Regions from separate parts of the Oryctolagus cuniculus genome. Here region 2 is linked to region 1. Evidence: chromatin contacts called from public Micro-C data. All regions are on one chromosome and are shown on one strand. The core of a region is the stretch at or near the end of the contact, and the rest is flanking DNA. Distances in the headings are between cores, read along the strand shown.

The links. A called contact is a pair of places that touch in the nucleus more often than the background predicts.
Region 2: a contact with region 1 is called in a Micro-C map of ear pinna, with 6 times the contacts expected there. The contact joins the promoter of AGL here to the promoter of MFSD14A in region 1. A contact is called at or near these places in 2 of 6 Hi-C or Micro-C datasets (ear pinna and an unstated tissue).

What each region holds. Positions count from the first base shown.
Region 1 is chr7:70,277,296-70,280,110 of mOryCun1.1, reverse strand. MFSD14A (major facilitator superfamily domain containing 14A) reads left to right here and starts at 1,441. Exons shown (of 12, transcript XM_002715838.5): 1 at 1,441-1,686. The coding sequence starts at 1,603. LOC103350111 (a long non-coding RNA gene) reads right to left here and starts at 1,398. Exons shown (of 3, transcript XR_518169.4): 1 at 1,073-1,398; 2 at 895-953; 3 at 1-94.
Region 2 is chr7:70,476,520-70,479,219 of mOryCun1.1, reverse strand. It overlaps AGL (amylo-alpha-1,6-glucosidase and 4-alpha-glucanotransferase), which reads left to right and starts at 1,271. Exons shown (of 35, transcript NM_001082247.1): 1 at 1,271-1,508; 2 at 1,585-1,654; 3 at 1,656-1,734. The coding sequence starts at 1,507.

The DNA of each region.
Region 1 (2,815 bases), core at 192-2,691:
AGGCTGAAGACAGGAACCAGGAGCTTTATCTGGGTCTCCCACGTGGGTGGCAGGGGCCATCTGCTGCTGCTTTCCCAGGTGCATTGGCAAGGAGCTGGATTGGAAGTAGAGCAGTCAGGACTTGAACCGGCACTCATACAGGATGCCGGCGCTGCTATCTGCAGCTTTACCAACTACCCTACAACACTGGCCCCAGCTTAGTGACTTAAAACAAGAACTTTTTGTGTTACACAGTCCCAGAAGAGGCTAAGCTGGGTGTTGCTAGCTCAGGGCCTCCATGAAGTTGTAGTCAGATGTTGGCAGGGGTTGCAGTCAGCACAAAGCTTGACCAGGGCTGCAGGATTGTCTTCCAAGATGACCATCATGGCTTTTAGTAAGAGGCCTTGGTTCTTGGACAACTGGACCTCTCCATAGCTATTCAAGTGTACTCATGACAGCTGGCTTCCCCTAGACTTGGGCTCAGAGTGGATGACAGAAGCAAGAAGATGCAGTGCCTTTTATGACCTAGCCTCTGAAGTCAGTGCAGTCACTTCTGTTTTAATCTAACAGAAAAGAGTCATTAATGCTTCTTCCAGGGAGTATCAATGAGTCTGTGAAGCTGTCCTAGAACTGCCATACCCAGCTGCACTTTTAACATCCTGCCATTCTGCTGGGTCACACTCCTCCCCCCACCCCCTGCCTCCACCACATACATGTTATTTCCTGAATAGGGTAGGCTGCAAGCACTGCACTTCAGTGTTTAAGGAAAAGGACACTTTTATACAACACAGTAATCAAAATCTAACACTGCAATACTATTCAGTCCACATTCCACTCGTGTCCATTGGCCTTCCCATCATCTTCTCTTTCATCAAATTGATTTTTAAGCAATATAATCAAAAGGTAATGGCCTACCAAGTCTGAGAACCAGGTCATGTACATTTTCATTGGCAGCTCCTTGGAGTGGGGATCCACTGCAAAAAAAAAAAAAAAAAAAAAAAAAAAAAAAAAAAAAAGCACGATCCAGTTGTGTTCTGTTCTAGTGGGGTCTCTGAGCACCAGGACTGTTTCTGGAAAGCCCACTCACATTTACCTCTTAGGTTAGCTACTGTTCCTGGAAAAGCACTTCTCTTTAGCGTGCCCTAAAGTTCCAACTTGGTTAGAACACAAGTAGACAGTGCTGACAGTTTAGAGAGGTCTGGCTAGAATTTATTATTTAGACATTTATTAGCCATATTTCTGTGAGCAACTAACAACTTTTCGACTTAAATTTCTTCACCTGTGGGCGAGGAGCAGCGGCAATAACGACCCCTACCGCCCAGAACTGCTGCTGCCGGTGCAGGGAGCTGCTCCCAAGGGCCAGCGGCACCGCGCGGCGACAGCTGCGCCCGCGAACCTGGAAGGGCCGAGTGGGCGGGGCGGCGTCACGTGGGCGGGGCGGGGCGCGGCAGCTCGTCGGCCGATCGCACGATGTGACGCGCCGCCGGAGGCAGGCCGGGCCTTCAAGATGGCGGCGGGCGCCCCGAGCGGCTCGGCCCCGCAGTAGTGGCGGGACGGCACTCGCCGCTGGGGCCGGCCGCCCCGGGAGTGGCTGCAGCAGCGCCAGGAGTCGAGGATGGTAAAATGACCCAGGGGAAGAAGAAGAAACGGGCCGCGAACCGCAGTATCATGCTGGCCAAGAAGATCATCATTAAGGACGGAGGCACGGTGAGCTGGGGTTCCGCGCCGGCAAGCGTCCCTCCGTGCCCCCCCATCCCACCGCTTTCAAACCCTCGCTCTCCCCACGGTGGCGCTTTCAGCTCCCCTCAAGCGCCCCCGGACCCCGCAACCCCAACCACGAGTCGGCGTCTCGGGCTTCCGCCGGACACCGCGCCGCTGCTCCGGAGGCTGTCCTCCCCCGCTCCGGCCTGCGGCCTCCGGGGCCTGCCCTCTTGGAGAAGAGCCGCTCGCCTCCCCCGCACCTGCAGCCCTCTGCCCCGGCCGCCTCTGAGACCCTGCGGCATCGAGCCCCACGTGCGCCCCGGCCGCGGGGAGCAGTGTGCCGGCCGCCGGCGCACCCCTCGCCGCCGCAGCCTCGCCTCCGCCGCCAGGCCCCAGCCGCCGCGGCGCTTGCCAAGGGTCGGGAGCCATCCTTGCCCTGCCATATGCTGCTAACGGGGTGGCATCTGGCGCGGCGACCCCGTCGGGGCCTCGCAGTACGTGCGCTGTCTGCTTCCACGTCGCGGGGGTCGCCGCTCTCGCTCGTCGCCGCTCGCCGTACGGCCCACCCGGTCGGGGGTGGGCTTTCCTCTTGGCTTCGCGGGGCCTAAGCTTTAAACGGGCAGTCGTCACTCCGTTGTGCGTTAAGAAAAACCACGTAGAGTTGATGCGGTGTCAGGATTAGGGAGAGACACTTTGAAAGGAAGACAGATCGAGGACCAGAAAACCAATTTTGGTCTTTGGAAACAGTTATCGCAATAAACTTTAGGCAGCGTGCTGTAGTTTCCCGGCAGGGGACGTAGGCTTTGTAATTGAGAAAGCAACTCACCTGTACTTTTTATTTTTTTAATGAGGAGGATTCCCCGTTGCTAACCTCTCTGGTCTTTGTTGCATCCTTTGGTGTCACGTTCTGCGATAGAATGGAAAGGTGAAATATGTGGCTCCCTTTCCCAAGAAGGGTATGGAAATGGTTCCCTGAATTCCGCTTCTGTTGCTGTCTTACTGGATCCCTGATCAACTGCTAGCACAGTATTAAATACTATGTATGTAGGCCACCACTGAGGATTTGCTGAATTCGGTTGAAATAAGAACGTTTCTTTTGACATTTCAGAACGTGGCCGAGGCTGTGTGGCAGTAT
Region 2 (2,700 bases), core at 22-2,521, 200 kb before region 1:
ACCTACACTAGTACGTTAAAATCCTTGGAAGATGGCTTTTACTTTTACCCTCGGGCATAACCTCTCTCAAGGCATCTGCTCTGAGCCTGGAACTTCTGACCTCCTCGCGGCCAATCGTCAGAATAAACGCACAAATCCAGCGTCCATTAGATACAACAAGGCGTAATCAATGGTTGTTTTTGGAGCGGCTACTCTTACTCTACCTAGTCCTTCTGCGTCTGCCTGCAAGAAGAGGAGCCCCGCGGGCCGGAACTAGAAAGGGTAGACACGTGGCGGACAGGATGTCAGGGGCTGTGGCCAGGCCCGTTACCGTAGATAAGGGAAAACGGAACGCCCAGGACGCTTAGGCCAAGTTACAAACAAAAATTAAACAAAACTCATCGCGGAAGAAAGAGACAGAACGTCAAGTCACTTGCCCCCAACCATTCAGCTCTACCCACAAAAAGGTCTTGCTGTGCAGCTAAGGACCCAGCCTGGTACCGCAGGATTTTAAACGTGAACCAGGAGGTCGCGGGCCGTTCAAAGACGGGCGCATCCCGGCCGCCACACTACCTTGTGACGAGAAGAAAGCTAGGGGGACCCAGCTTTGGCTGCTGCATCAACCCCAACACATCTGCCCCCAGTCGCGGACGACTGCGGGACCCACACTCTCGCGAGACTAGCGGTCCGGGCGCGTGGGTCCGGACGCTCCCGGAAGTGGGCGAGGGAAGGAGTCGGCTCGCACCTGGGCGGCGGGTGCGCGCACGGCCGGGGCGGGTCGAGGGGTCTGGTCCCGGAGCTGCGCGAGGCGGAGTCGCGGGGGCGCTGCCAGCCTGTCACACCCGTCCGCGGCCCTGTCCCGGGCGCCGCCACCGCCGCCGCCCCTCCCTTTGCCCTTCACGGCGCCCGGCCCTTTTTGGGCTGCGGCTAGTGTTTGTGGCTGAGCCTTTTCCCTTTCGCATTCCTCACGTCCCGTGCCCTCCTCCGGCACCAGAGCGGCGGCTCCCGCAGTGTCCCCGAGCCGCACGTCCTAACTTGCTCGGCGTAAGTGCTCGGAATGCCGCTGGCCTCTCGGGAAAGTGCATTCTTTCTATCTATAGCGCCTTCTGTACATCCTGCGTCCGCGGCGTCTATTCCAGGGGCAACAACTGCTTCCCTCGGCTGTCATCTCCCCATTGGTGGCCTCCGCCCCGAATTTGGGAATGGGGCGATCTCCCACCTGTTATCTTTGAGCAGACTAATCTCCTGTAAGCTGCTGTGCCATTTGGAGTCTTCACAGCCAAATGGCTTGGGGCTGGGAATTTTTTCCCCTCAACGCTAGTCTTTCCTAAATACATTGCTTTTCTCAGAGAATGCTTTAGGTTTTTTTTTTTTTTTTAATTGCAAGAATCTGTGCTACAATATCTGCTTCGATCTCACTCATTGTGCTCGAAGGGAGGAAAACAGCTATTAATTCGCCTTCCCATATCTTATTTATAAGATCCATTCTTTGTTATTGCTCTGCTAATGTTAAAACATATTTAGAACATGTAAGTGCAGCTGTCAGCTCTGGACAGTTTCAGGTAATGGTTATTTCCTTGATCTTAATTCCTTTTTGTTTCATAGGGGTAACTCATTCGACTTTGGAGTTCTTTTAATTCTTCTGAAATATTTCAAGTCTTCTAGAAGCCAAAATGGGACACAGTAAACAGATTCGAATTTTACTACTGAACGAAATGGAAAAGCTGGAAAAGACCCTCTTCAGACTTGAACAAGGTCAGTAGCAGGTTGTTTGATTATCTTGTGTGTATCTATGTTTTTAAATCACTGATGGTCATATAAAATTTTTTTAAAATTTTGTTAGATGTAGTTCTCTAGGATCTTTCTGAAACTTGGTTTGTGCAAAGATGGTGCTACAGTTCATTCCTGCTGAAAGTTGATTTTAGTTAAAAATGTTTTATATCCATCATTTTAGGACAAGGATAAAATAGTTTGCTTTCTTTGCATACTAACTCCTACTTAAAACAGAAGTTACATATCTGATCAGAACATTGACCTTATTATTTCTAATGGCATTCATTGTCAAAACTTGGTAAATTACTTTATGTGTAATTTTGCTTTGGGTATATCTGTAGTCTTCCTTTTTTATACCTTTCACTGTTTTCCATTACTGAGGCTTTAAATTAGTAAAACTGCTTACAACAAAAAACAAACTATATGCTTATCAGATTTTCTCAAATATAAAGATAAAAAGTCTGAAAATATTTTCTTTCCAAATAAAGTGAAATGATGGATCAGGTTATGCTGACATATATTTGAACTATGATTTAAAAGATCAAATTACAATTCCACAAGACTAATAGAGGCTTTTTTATTGTACCAAATGGACATTGTCTGTCAAAAACATTTTTGAAGGAATGTTTTTACTTCCCTAGTATTTTAAGAGTTAGATTCTTGAAACACTTTCAGCCATTAGGTGTGTAACCTCCATACCAAATCCTCCATGCTGATTCTTCCAACTTTGTTTGGCATTTAAGATCACTGAGCACTTACTCCATTTTTGGCTAACCTGACTTTGCACTTCTGGTTTTGATTTTGTTTTTGCCCCTGCCCTCTTGATGAGTGCTTGTGTCCCAGTGGCTCTGTTCCTTCTACATTTTAATTAATTGCTAGTATCCGCCAAGAATCTTTTCTCCCTTTTGTTCTCCTGCCCTCAAATAATTATTCATTCTAACGGCCTCA